Regions from separate parts of the Drosophila melanogaster genome. Here region 1 is linked to region 2. Evidence: chromatin contacts called from public Hi-C data. All regions are on one chromosome and are shown on one strand. The core of a region is the stretch at or near the end of the contact, and the rest is flanking DNA. Distances in the headings are between cores, read along the strand shown.

The links. A called contact is a pair of places that touch in the nucleus more often than the background predicts.
Region 1: a contact with region 2 is called in a Hi-C map of the Kc167 cell line, with 4 times the contacts expected there. The contact joins the promoter of CG1105 here to the enhancer-like site in region 2. A contact is called at or near these places in 9 of 107 Hi-C or Micro-C datasets (the Kc167 cell line, the S2 cell line, cellular blastoderm embryo and 1 more) and 1 of 6 datasets of contacts at active chromatin or transcription factors (the Kc167 cell line).

What each region holds. Positions count from the first base shown.
Region 1 is chr3R:7,063,616-7,071,028 of dm6, reverse strand. It overlaps CG1105, which reads left to right and starts at 3,893. Exons shown (of 4, transcript NM_141431.2): 1 at 3,893-4,105; 2 at 4,732-4,887; 3 at 5,309-6,151; 4 at 6,260-6,843. The coding sequence starts at 3,991. The coding sequence ends at 6,414. It overlaps CG1965, which reads right to left and starts at 3,628. Exons shown (of 9, transcript NM_141432.3): 1 at 3,300-3,628; 2 at 2,940-3,241; 3 at 2,081-2,321; 4 at 1,841-2,023; 5 at 1,091-1,744; 6 at 456-1,004; 7 at 205-397; 8 at 1-135. The coding sequence starts at 3,519. Mst84B (Male-specific transcript 84B) reads right to left here. Exons shown (of 1, transcript NM_176414.3): 1 at 6,659-7,413. The coding sequence ends at 6,973.
Region 2 is chr3R:6,907,628-6,914,246 of dm6, reverse strand. It overlaps Antp (Antennapedia), which reads left to right. Exons shown (of 7, transcript NM_206453.1): 3 at 3,776-4,027; 4 at 4,181-4,957; 5 at 5,336-5,374; 6 at 5,509-5,734. The coding sequence starts at 4,337. It overlaps CG46458, which reads left to right. Exons shown (of 5, transcript NM_001382163.1): 2 at 3,776-4,027; 3 at 4,181-4,957; 4 at 5,509-5,734. Among named protein-coding and RNA genes, the nearest start is that of lncRNA:CR43252, 6.3 kb to the right of the region's middle. Within about 2 kb of position 1,821, at least 36 of the 39 cell types and tissues checked have an H3K27ac peak or open chromatin away from gene starts, as enhancers often do. A contact at or near this core is called in the Kc167 cell line, the S2 cell line, cellular blastoderm embryo and 1 more, where this site is marked.

The DNA of each region.
Region 1 (7,413 bases), core at 2,644-5,143, 150 kb before region 2:
TTCAGAAGGGCTCCAATCGCCAGCTCACGCAGTAGCTTATCAGCCAGGATGCCCTGCCAGCTTAGGAAATTTCGAAACAGCTTTAGACCACTGCAAAACTGCCTCTGAAAGAATGAGGTCTTCGCCTCTTGCACTCTAAAGTTCAAACAAAAAGCGGTAATTAAGACCATGATGGCCAATCTTTTGCAAGAATAATATACTTACTGCTTTGGAAAAATGGGTATAAATACATCATTTTCTAGGGCTAACCGCATGCGTTCCATGATGGATTCAAACAGTTTGTTAAGCTGCTTATTTGTGCCGCTCAAGGGAAACTCGCGACCTAATCGATTGATGAACCCAACCAATCTCAGGGTCTGTGTGGTAGATAATGGATCCCAGCATTCTGTGACCAGAGCTAAAAAACATTCATTTATTACCCCGCTTCGCGTTTTTTTTTAATGTGTAAAACTCACCAGTCACCTTGGGCAGCACAATCTTTTCGATGAGCGCCGGCACCAGATTGATATCCGGATCGATTTTCAGCTGCTCCACGGTTTCATCTGCCTGGGAGGCATAAAGCATGCAGGCCTGATACCAACGCATATTTTCTATATCCGCATACACGTCCAGCAGTGGCGACCAAAGAACAAGTTCGTGTCGCACCAGCGGAGCCAAGACTTTTGGAAGGCACAGGCTAACAAATGCGTCCTGGTATGACGACATGTCAGTTTTACGCCAGGCAAAAAACTTCATTAGTATTAGCTCGATCTTGCTAAAGTCGTCGGTAACGTCTTCAAGGGCGTCCACCGACTGTGATTCTATCTGCGCCATCGTAGTCACACTCAGTTCCTGCTGTTGATCGGCAATTTCATCGTCGCTTGACATGCCATCCAGGTGGGACGAGAGCAGATCATTGCGCTCGCGCTCGCATCGGCGACGTGTCCTCCGACCCTCCCGTTCCGCTGCGCGGCGAACTTGTTCTTCATAATCAGGTGTTCGGCGGGAGGCAGCTGTTATAGGTTCTAAAAGCAGAAGATTGAACATATTAATATAGTTTAATAATCGAATTATTTTCCCTAAGACAAGACTAAAAACAAAATTCTCATACTTGCTGATTCGGCGATTTCTTTGGCCTGATCACGTACATCCTGCCTCCGTCTGTTTACCAAATAACGTTGATTTTTGCCATACTGTTGCAGTGCACGCTTCTCAAGATCGTATATTACTGGCGCTTTTTCCGAGAGGCAATCGACAAGGTCATTCACATAGCACTTTATTTCTTGGTAAAACTTGTACTTTGCGGCCGCTGTCGGTGCATTCTGCTGGCACTCTAACTGCTGGAGCTTTAATGCCTTTAGTTCTGTACTAATCCTGGCCATACTAGCGCTGTGATCAGCCGACCGCTCTTTAAGCTCGCTAAGACGCGATTGAATGGCAGCTAGGATTTCCTGAGGAGTTCGCAATGCTGTAGCCTTGGCCTTTTCCTTCTTGGTTTTGACGGATGATCGAACTGCTGCGGCTAAGTTGGTGCGCTCAAGGGCATTTTTAGCATAGGCCTGCTCCAGCAGAGTGGACGTGGACTGTGCCGCTGTTGAATCTCCGTCGTCCATGCCGGTTCCGATGCCCGACGGGGCAGGCTTGATCATAAAACGGGAGAGCACTGTTTCATGCTGAGAATGGACCAACTGGGCTGCCGTAACACCCTTGCGGATCTGCTGGTTTTCCCACTCGTTCATCTCGCGATCTGAATCTCCGTCGGTGGCTGCAGAGGAGTGAGCAAAGGTTAACAATAGTCTAAAAACTTCACCTGTAATTAGCCTGGCTCTGGTCACAAATCGGACTTGGTCCCTCTACATACAATCATTTTCGACAGCATAAAATTGCTCGCGCCGCTCTTCACGCTCTTTGCGTCCCGTAATATCGTTCATGTCCATGCGTTCTTCATCATCCGACTGATCACCCTCAACATCTTCGCAGGGCAGACGGTTGCTTAGCTTGGCCGGCTCCTTGGGCTCCTCAATAGGTATATAGTCGCCTGCACCTGGAATATAACACAAAGAGTAAGCCATCGCTAGTGTGGCAACGTGTCGAATCTTACCCTGTTCTCTAGCCCTTTGCCGACGTTTTCGGGCAGCGTGTATCATTGCTGCATCCGGAATGGAACCACTTTCGAGCATCTGTTTCAAATGTTCTGGCTTGGAGAAACGGTGACGCGTTTTGTCATGGCCACCATCCTCGGATTGCTGGTCTTCTTCATCGCTCATATCCTCCCGTCCAGCGCAAAGGGCAGCTCTACCGTTCAGAATTGCCTCGGGAGTCTCAGATTTCTTTACCACTAGCTGGGGACAAGATAAGTAAGTTTTATATTATTGTGGATTCCTAAAGGACTTCGATTAGGGTGAAGCATTGGTATTCATGCTGCTTTTGTGGAAGGGAAGACATGCGACTATCAATGGTGGGAAAATTACTATTTATGTGACTACGTTAGCAATGGCTTTGATTTTTGGTAATTCAAAAAATATATCTTTGAATGTTACATAATATTTAAATAGTTTTCTTCTGGTAAGGTCAAGTTGTATGCGTCAATTTATTATCAAAGAAAGAATGAGTTAGAATGTTCTGTGATAAATTTTCTAATTCGTGGTCATAGTTACAGTAGTAGTACTTAAAGATCGCATTATAATTGGAAATTTTATGTTGAGTGATAGTTGGATCGCAGATCCTAGACACTTCCCATCACTGACCAGTTAAAACGCCAAGCAAATCAACGTCTAAGCTACTAATATTTTAAAATTGGCACTTCAGACCAGAAAAACCAACTAATTTAATAACACATTTAAACTCATTCAGCCTAATCTTTGCTGCTAATTGTTCTACGATAATTCAATGTAATTTCTGATGTTGAAATTTCGTTAAACGGTATTATTGTAGAAGAAATTGAATAATAATAACCTTACCACAAAGTCGTCTGTGCGTATTTCGGTTTGGATCATATGATTATCACTTTTTTTACTTTTACTCTGATCGCTGGCACTTTTATATCTGCCAGCATTGGCAGGATTCGAGTTGGAATTCGGGGGACCCGATGATGGGCCACCGGACGACTCTAAATGCTGTGTACTACCATTTTCGCCCCCGGGATGTCCGCTGTTTTCCGCCCGTTCCTCGCGCTTCTTCTTGCGGCGTTCCTTGTCCAGCATGCGCATCACTTTCTTGCTATGCGACGACTTTCGCACCTGGAACACCTCGCCGTCATCCTCTGCAAAAGAATTGGGGATTTTGGCTCCATACTCTTTTTATATTCCGGTATCACTCACCATCATCTGCGAAGCTGAGCAGCGCCTTTGGCTTGCTGTTGTCCTCCTGCGGCTTTATGGCCTTCCGGCTCTTCTCTTTCTCCCTCTTGCCCGAAATTATGGGAGGCGGTGGCGCCTCCATTTCGGCGTCCGGATCCAAGGATGCGCCGTCCTCCTCTTCGTCAGCGTTGCTGGAGAACACGCGTCGCTGAATTTTCTTCGGTTTGCGAAAAAGCGACATTTTCCACGATGTTGTTGTTACTCTGCGATTTGTTTAATCAATGAAAAATCGGAAGAAAAGCGAATTTTCGCAAGATCTCTTCTTCTTGCTGTCGTATTGTAATAGAGATGAAAATCTTTCGATGTCGTTCTCGTGCTCACGTGAGTCACGAGCAGGGCTGGAACGTTAATTCTCGGTCCTCGGTCTAGCACTTACAAAACTTTTCTGTATTGAAAATATGAATAGCTTTACAAATTTTGAAACTATTGTAACAATTAAATAAAAATGTGATAAATACATTAATTTGTATACCCAGGGCAGCTACACATAAAACTGGTCTTATTAAAATATCGGCAAGAGCTTAGATGACTTTTCATCCCTAGATACCGACAACGGCCATCTCTAATCTCTGAATTCGGCGACCGCAGGGCGTTTCAAAACAGACCGAAAAGTCGTTAACTTATTGGTGCCTTGAGTCACAGAATCTCTAACATGGGCCTTAAAGGTTGTGAATTGCAATTGGACAACCCGTGGAACACCTACTACGCCGGTCAGACGGTCAACGGCCAGGTGAAGTTTACGTTCGACTCGCCCAAAAAAGTCCGAGGTAAGTGCGAATCCAAGTCCCAATTGTGGGCAGCGCTGGAGAATGCTAATTAAAACCCCAGCTGCTTACTATTACTCATAGGAGTGACGACACCTGTGTAAGAGTCAATGATTAATTGGAAATTTAGTAAATAAATATACATAGCACTTTCGTCTTCAATGTGCAGGATGTTCACTGGCTGTCGTTGGTAGTTTCCTTGCTAACTTCTTAAAATCCTGACGCAAAAAGCCGGCGCACCACCCACAAATGTCGGTTGCTCTTTCGGTGCCTAAACGACCTTGTTTTCAGAAAGCTGGCGGTTGTTAAACCCTCCAAAGAAATGCACTTTCTCCTCTTTTCAGTTGGGCGATAACAACTATAAATAGCTCCAAGTGTGAATGAATACAAAAGAAAGTAAATAAATATGTAGTACATTTGACGGGGGCATGTAACCTATGTGGCAAACATTCCACCATAATCAAATTTTGAGGTCACCAAACACGGGAGACAGATGCTGCCTGGTAGCGATGATGTCATCCGTTGAGTATGCCTTAGAAAGCTTTTCATATTATTTATAGCTAAAATTAAAGCGCCACAGTGACGTCGTCGATTGTCATTCCGTAAATACAGCCACTTGTTTCTCGTAGGTATTATCATTCGGTTCCTGGGAGAAGCCAACACCGAGTGGTCAGAGGAGAAGAGCGTAACCACCAGCGAGGGCAAGACCGAGAACGAGGTCACCCAACTGAAGGGGCATGAGGAGTACTTTAAGATCCAGTACTATCTGCTGGGCGGCAAAAACAGTAAGTACAAAAAACAGACCGGGAATTCACTCCCCGGTTGCCAGACCTTAGTTTATCTGAAAAGAATTGGAGGATTTAATTATTGAAAGTGTCTATTATTAAGCATAAATTTTTGTATTCTATGGTGTAAGAATTGGCCAAGAAGATTTTTGTTTAAAATTAAATTTGTCCTTATATGAATCGAATAAATGGGATTGCACTTCCTCGCTCTATATAAAATAATAACTAAATCTTGTAATTACTATACACCTTATAGCATTAATAACTTCTCCTTTTGAAACTACAATAATTTAATGTTTTTATTTAGCTTTATTAAATAATATACCTTGACAGACCCTTCCTCTGCGCGTAAGAATTGAAAACATAATAAGCTATAAGTGACCTTTTTAAAATGCTAAAAGTTAAATGTATGATTTTGCAGGCTCTGAGACGGAACTACCGCCTGGCACTCACACTTATCCATTCACCTGTGCTCTGCCGCCTAATCTACCCTCATCCTTTGAGGGCGAATTTGGCCATGTGCGCTATACCATCAAGGTGACGCTTGATCGTCCGTGGAAATTCGATCAGGACATGAAGATGGCGTTCACAGTAATAGCGCCCGTTGATCTAAATCTCAATCCTCGAGTCAAGGAGCCATTCAAGCTCGAGCTAGAAAAGTCATTCTGCTGTTTTTGCTGTCGCTCAGGACCGCTGGCTGTCATCACGAACATCCCGCAAACAGGATTCGTTTCGGGGCAGGTGCTGCCCATCACCTGCGAGGTGGACAACACCAGCAACGTAAATCTTACGGCAGTGAAGTTTGAACTGCGTAAGCTGGTCACCTTCCACACAAACCAGCCACGGAGCGAGAAGCGCGAGTCCAAGGTGATCATAGCCAACTTAAGTGTTGGCCCAGTCAATGGCGGCGAGTCTCGCACGTTTACGCAACAAATGGAGATTCCGGCGCTGCCACCGACCAACCTCCTCAACTGCGGGATTATCGCTTTGGACTACGACCTGCATGTGGAGTGCGAGGTGAGCGGTCCGCACCGCAATCTCACTGGCAAGGTGCCAATCACCTTGGGCACTATTCCATTGGCTGGCGTACGGCCACCTACTCAATTTACGGATGCTCCGTCGGCGGTTCAGTCCGAGGATCCATCGCTGGCGCCCACACAGCCAGTGAGCCCGGCGAGCCCTCCTGGCGGCGATGGCGTGGGTGGTGCTCTAGGCTGGAACGTGGCTGACAGTACTGGTGGTGGTTCACTGTATCCTAATATACGTGAGTATTAAAATTATGGAGTTTTGTGGATTTTCTTTTAAATTATAAAAGCTTCTTAGTAGGGTTATATATCTTTATTTATTAAAATATTCTATTTTCATTTTGCAGCGCCACCGCAGTTTGTGGAGACACAGTACCGGGCACCAACGATCGCCGGTAGGGACGACTCCGAGCATACGCAGATGATCGGCGACGGAGCCTTCGCACCTCGGTATCCGACTTTCCAGTTTAATAATGCCACAGCACCGCCAGCTAGCCAGTGATTGAATCTCTAAGCTAGACCCACAATGATATTCTTAAACTTTGATGTCGAACTATTTTCTTCTGGCTGTCTCTGTTTCTGGAGGGTTAGCTTTCGCAATTTTTATCGGCTTTGCATTTATGAAATATTAGCTTTCCGTCCAAATAGAAAGCATAAACAGGTGCAGTCAAAATAAAAAAGGTCTACCTATACAAAGTTTTTGAAATGCTTAACTTCTGTTTATAATTAAATAGCTTTCGGACAGTAAATACAAAGAATTGGGTCTTTATTATTTTGACTGCATCTGTGTTTAATTTAATAATCGTATAAATACGCACAATTGTCAATTCCGATTTAAACTGCTCAAATTTAATTTTTTCTGTTTTTTTTTAAGCCAGCAATAGTGCCTAAAACTGATGTACGACTATAATCGTAATAAAACACAAAAGATAATGAAGGTTTGATACATGGGCATAGCCAAATCCTGGGAGCCAAAAATGTGTTGAGCCTTGAGGAACTTGTTTTATACGGAGCATTGGGAGATTTAAGAACTTGGAATGATGGTGCTATCGTTCCATATTTACTTCTTCTTTTTCTTGCAGTATTCATTCAGTTCCCTGGCCTTTCTTGCTTTCTTCTCACACTTGCACTGTTCCTTCAGAGCTATTTTTTTGCATTTGGCCTTGAGGATCTTCATCTTCTTTTTCCTTTGTCTAAGCTTCTTTTCGGCTATTTTTTTGCATATCTGAAAAAGTCCTTCGGGATTGGCTTTCGGCTTCGGTGGTGAGGGTGGTGCGGCTTTAGATGGTGGAGGGGATGGATTAGCAGCTTTTGGTGGTTGGGCAGGAGGCGGAGATGGCGTTTTAGCGATCTCCTTCTTCACCTCCTTCTTTACCTCCTGTTTGATGTTCTCTTTGACATCCGTTTTAGCTACTGGAGCAGATTTGCTAGCATTCTTCTTAACTTGGGCTGCTTCCTTGAACTTGTATTTAGCGCATACATCAACTTCTTTTGGTTTTTG
Region 2 (6,619 bases), core at 572-3,071:
TACAGGTGATTACATTGAAATATATTCTATGCGAGACACGGATTGAGTACGCTTGGTTTCAAGGTCATTTGTAAAAAAAAGAAATGTTTCTATATGAAATAAATTCCATTAATAAATTTGATAGTGTCTTTGATATATTCAAAAGTAATTTTTGTAAGAGCGCTTCTAATTAATTTTCCTCATCTCAAAGTGTTTCTTGTGTGATTCTCCCTAGTGGAGCGAGTATTCTTCTTAAGGCCACTGCTATGCGTTCCACCTCCCAAGTTTCCAGGTCTCAACAACTTCCCTCTCTCCACATTCCTGCCGCTGCGAAAACTTAGTCAAGCCAATTATTATTTAAATAAAATGCAAAACAGCAACTCAAGCCGCCGGCAGAGGTCGGTGCAGCCGAGCAGAACGCTTCTCTCCACTTGGCTTAATTGAGAGACATCCACCCGGCACACAACACCTCCCCCTTTGCCACCTGAAGATGAGACGCACTAACTGCTATAGGTTTACCGTTGCCGCTTCCTCTTGGACGCCCTTCTTCAAATGATGCCGACAACAATGGCAACCCAAGCAGCGGTGGCAACAGGAACAACCAGAACGAGAACATGACATGACAGTTGACGGGCGACGCCTTCGTCTAACGGCTGGAAATGCACAAAAAATAATGGCAGAAAAAGTATGGAAAGAAGCCGATTTTAGCTCCAGGCGGGTTGAATTTAAAGTCCTTTGCTTAGTACGACCTAAAAATTGTAGTTTAGTGTAGAGCATATTATAAAGCAAAAACTTTACGTTTCAATCCTTATTTAATATTTTTCGAATCTTTCAAAGTGTTTTCACCAAAAATCCAATAGGTTTTGATCGCATTTTTTTAATGTTGTCTAATTACCATAGAGTTATTATAAAAGCATTCATTGAAAATATTTCGAGTATTCATCCCCTTAAATAGAACTGTGCGACGGCAAAACTGTCTCAATTTCGATGGCAGTCGCAAATCAAAATGGCTGAGGCTGAAGTTGATGGCCGAAGAAAGAAGTCATTCATTTCGTTCATTTCATTTGTGTTTTCCTCGGATCCGGACACATTGGTTAGACAGGGACGGCGCATGCGTGGGAGTGGATGAGCGGGATGGGAAAGTGTTGATGTGCTCATTAACCAAATTCTGGGTAAAATCTCCACAGTGAGTGATGGATAACCCGTCCACTGGTCCTCTGTTTTGCCGACGGATCTACTTTTGACCCGATTTCGGTTGAGCAATCAGCTGTCGAGGTGTGTGGCTTAAAACTGGTAACGGGACTGCCCATATGGCATGCGCACTTTGTGCATGTGTGTGTGTTTTGTCCACTGCGAGTGTGTGCGAGGCTAAGTGGGCTGGGCTTAAAACTATGGTTCCTGTCTCGGCTCAACCTGAGTGCACAAGCAATGGCATTGCACTGTGGGACGAATGCATTTGAAAATACCTTGTAGTGACTCAATGATTTAATACTAAATTGAATGAATTAATATATTAATTAATATAAATTAATTAATATTAATATAACATTGTGTGTTTTTTTAATATATCAACAAAATAGGAAAGTTTTTATTTGATTGTTAAGAAATTGTTGTTAAATTTTGAGCATAGTGAAAATATTTGTACATACGTACAAATAATTTGTGGTCGATCATATTTTTATTTTAAAATTACATAAGTATAAAACAAGTACCTTACGTTTTCGGTGTGCACTCCTGTAATATCACTAAATAATTCCAATTAGCTTACCTTAATGTACATATATGTAGTTTTATCCTTGGGATCCACTGTACCAGCTGTCAGCTTAAATTATTTGAGTACTGACAGTTCGCTGACATTCTGCTAGATGGCGCTGCCAGACCTATAATGTACGTGGCATACTTTCAGGCTGTCAAATCTGACGAAGCTTTGACAATTGGCATGTAAAAACGTTAGTTTTTGGAATTAACGTTAGGTGGCGCTGGAGCTGACTTTAATTATTCCATAAAATGTCCAGTTAAATAGGTGATCCTTTTTTTGATTCACATTTTTCCCACTATTCATTGTTAATCTTGCTGCACCTAGGAAAAACTGGTTACAATTTCGGGGAGCATTTCATAAATGTTTAATTTCGAAGATAGGAACTTTGTGGGAAACTTCAACTTAAGCTTTACGCTTTCAATTAAAGTGTAGCAAAATCAGTTACGCCAAATCAAATTTGAGCAATTTCTTCGCTTGAATAAATCACATCAGACGAACATAAATCATACACCGAGCAGGCATGTGACTCCTGCCCACTCCCCCGCAGCTGCAGCAGCGGCAAAAACAGGAAGAACAGACAAAACACACATCAGACATTATTATCATCTCGCTTGTGCTTGAGTGGGTTTCTTTGCCTACCACAAGGCTCTGGCCACTGTTTCTGCCCCTCGCCCCACCGCTTATCCACCCACATGTCTGATATAGGCAGAGATCGGGGCAGAGTCCAGCGATTTGCCAGCATCCGTTTGGCCCTCGACGAACATACACACAAGCAAACACACGTTCACAATGAGAGCACTCAACACACAACCACGAACGCACGCTTCCTTCCGCCGCTGCCATTGTCCTTTCGCGCCATTTTGCCCATCCCGAGACTCCGACTCCCGCTCAATCGCCATCATTGGGAAATGTGTAATTGAAAGGGAAGCTTTTGGCTTTGGCAGCGACGGAGGCAAGAAAATTATTTCGTTAACAAAAGGGAAATGCCAGGAAAGTGGCGGGTAGGGGAGAGCCAGGAAGCGCAGAGAATGCAGGACGAACACAATGCAAAGAGAGTAAGCGAGAGGGGTGGGGGTGGTACACGGTTGAAATACTTTAAAGTTTACCATTCCGCTTATTTTATTATGCCCTTTTTTATTGTTTGGCCCTTCGTGCTTTGTACAAGTCGGGGAAGTTTCATTTCCGACAGCAAGTTACCGTTAGTTAGCTGTGGATTTTCGGCAGGGTTGTCACCATCACCACAGACTCAACTCGGAGCGAGCGGGATAAACATGTGAATATGCATGGCTTGGCAGGGAACGTGTGTCTCTGTCTCCCTCTTTCTGTCTGGATTATCGTCCAACTGAAGCTGGAGCGGGCAATTTTGTGATTTATGAGGTCAGAGACTCGTGATAATGAGCCAGGAAATTAAATCACTTTGACCGGAAGGATGTCAGGTCAGAAGGGGATAACACAATTGATTTCATATTCATAAATTCAATGAATGTTGTCAGCTTGTCAAGCGCGGGGAAAACGGGGGCAATCGCATGCCAGTGGAAGATCCTTGGTTTGAGGATTACAAAAGTTTTCGGAGGCACATTGCAGAATGTCATCTTGGCTTGACTTTGTGAACTTTCTGCAAATAAGGGCGACTGCAGGGTTCTTAGGGGGCTAAATATTGAGCATAAATTTCTGTTTAACATGGCAACATAACAAATCGATTATTATTATTATTCTAAATTTTTGTGGACTTTCATCTTAACAATTCGGATTAAGCACTGGTAATCAATATGCCGAAAGATAATCGGTAATCTTGAAACAGAAATCACACACCCTACAAACTCTTCCCACTCCCAAAGTACCGAATCTTTGGCATATTTTTAAGAACTCGCCGATGCGTACAAGAAACAATTTATTAGCGAACTCCACATGTTGCTCCCATCTTAGGAAACATGTGAAATCAGACTGCCAAAATCCCACTCAAAATTCACTATACATTAATACTTTGAGAAGAGCACACCAATAATAGCAACATATCTCGCTTTGAATTCTTTACAGAGTTTCAAAATCAAAATTGAGGAATACCAACTAGAGGATAAGGCTACTTAAGGATCAAAAAACACCAAGGAGACGAGATTTTCTACCAAATCGAGAGACGAGGGGCAGGTTAATTTCGTCATTTTTGGCCAAGACAGCAAATAGAGGAACAGCAAAGCGAAAATCATTTTATACCTCACACAACAACTACACACTAACTAAGATTAGGCTACGCAACTGTACATTGTACTTAAGTGTTCAAAGTATATTTAGGTAAGTATGCTTCAACAAAGATTACGATCAGCGATAATTAGCCATATATAACAGCGTTTTATAACCAACACGACAGTCCGGCTAAAAATGTCGCTGATTTATTTAAATGCCCATTGCAATATTATCCTAATTTGTGTTTTTCTTATCATCCAGTTTACTTTGTATATAAGAAAAGTAGCTAAAAGCACGCGGACAGGGAGGCAGGAGCACCACAGTCACTAGCCACTAAGCAGAGTCACAGTCACGATCACGTTCACTCCAGGATCAGGACTCGGGGCGGGATCAGCAGACGCTGAGGAAGCTGCCACGATGACGATGAGTACAAACAACTGCGAGAGCATGACCTCGTACTTCACCAACTCGTACATGGGGGCGGACATGCATCATGGGCACTACCCGGGCAACGGGGTCACCGACCTGGACGCCCAGCAGATGCACCACTACAGCCAGAACGCGAATCACCAGGGCAACATGCCCTACCCGCGCTTTCCACCCTACGACCGCATGCCCTACTACAACGGCCAGGGGATGGACCAGCAGCAGCAGCACCAGGTCTACTCCCGCCCGGACAGCCCCTCCAGCCAGGTGGGCGGGGTCATGCCCCAGGCGCAGACCAACGGTCAGTTGGGTGTTCCCCAGCAGCAACAGCAGCAGCAGCAACAGCCCTCGCAGAACCAGCAGCAACAGCAGGCGCAGCAGGCCCCACAGCAACTGCAGCAGCAGCTGCCGCAGGTGACGCAACAGGTGACACATCCGCAGCAGCAACAACAGCAGCCCGTCGTCTACGCCAGCTGCAAGTTGCAAGCGGCCGTTGGTGGACTGGGTATGGTTCCCGAGGGCGGATCGCCTCCGCTGGTGGATCAAATGTCCGGTCACCACATGAACGCCCAGATGACGCTGCCCCATCACATGGGACATCCGCAGGCGCAGGTGAGCATGGATCTTATATTGTGGCTTTTATGGTTTGCTGAGTCTTAGATACACGGTTACCAATGGCTTTTGGAAATATTTTTTATTGGCATAATTAGAATTTATTGACATGATCCTTGTGTAATAAAGAATCAAAATTAATTATAGAAAATAGAAACACGTTACTTTTTTCGTTTCCTATAACAAGAGCAAGTCCTTATTTTTTGACAACAAGGGCAATTAACTTTTCGTTATTGAATCTTCTTATATGGATAATTGTTGTTTATTTTTATTTACTAATTTCCCAAATCGATATCCTTACACCTCCCGCATATTTCGCCAACCACTTAACGCTTTTCCTATCTTTTTCACTGCCGCTTTTGCCGCTCGCACCTGCAGTTGGGCTATACGGACGTTGGAGTTCCCGACGTGACAGAGGTAAGATCGAGTCCACATTGCGCTTGTCACCTACTTCAAATTCTGCTAAAACCTAACATCTTTTACCGGTTGATGGTTTCAAGATATACCCCTAAAATTACAATATCACTTATCTAAAAACTTACCCATCACAGGTCCATCAGAACCATCACAACATGGGCATGTACCAGCAGCAGTCGGGAGTTCCGCCGGTGGGTGCCCCACCTCAGGGCATGATGCACCAGGGCCAGGGTCCTCCACAGATGCACCAGGGACATCCTGGCCAACACACGCCTCCTTCCCAAAACCCGAACTCGCAGTCCTCGGGGATGCCGTCTCCACTGTATCCCTGGATGCGAAGTCAGTTTGGTAAGTGTCAAGGAAAGTGATCGACAATTCCACGAAACGTATTAAGTGGAATTTTTCTTCTTCTTATCGTAGTGGGTTGAAGTAGTTAGTTCCCCGTTTAGAATTGGTCGTAGTTCCCATTAGAATCGTAACTGTGCATACAACAGCTAGAGCTGTATTATCTTAAATTGTATAATACCATAACTATTACAGCGAACCTCGTGCAGCGAAGCAAAGCAGTAAAAAGCAGTCTAGATGTACTGCTTTATATTGTGTTTCCTGCTTGATATTAGATCACTAAGCAAGCAGACGCGCAAGCAGTTCACGCAGATCACGCAGACGTTAAAAATTTAAAAATGTTTTTGTTTGCAGAAAGAAGTACCCTCTTCGCTTTTCAATTTTGTAGTTAAAATTCGAGCAAATATATTTAAATTAAAAAGGCTCAAACTTAAAGTACTATGTATGTCTTGTATTTTTGAAAAAATTCTAAAGTTTATTATAAAATGCATTTTAAATACATTTTTTAACCTACCTTGTCGCTTGAAATATATAAAATTTAAGTTTTAGATATGGAATAGATAAACAAAATATTTCCCTCTGTCTTAACTAATTTCTTTAATTAAATGTTAAGCCCCAAAGCGACTACAGCTTCATGTCAAACTCTTACCTTAAATATTTAGAGTTTGTTTGCATTTGAACTGAGAACGTTTTGTCGACGACCTTGACACGTCCGGGTAATTTCACTTTATTGCCTTGGCCAATTGCTTGACATCATCCGTAATCCATCTGCAAAGACATCCCGATACCTGACATTTGTTCAAATTTGCGAATTTCCCAAATCCGAGCAAATCGATGAATGCAGGCAGATGAAAGACGAAAGAGGTGGCGGAAGAGGTGCTCCTTGGGTTCCGCTTGCCC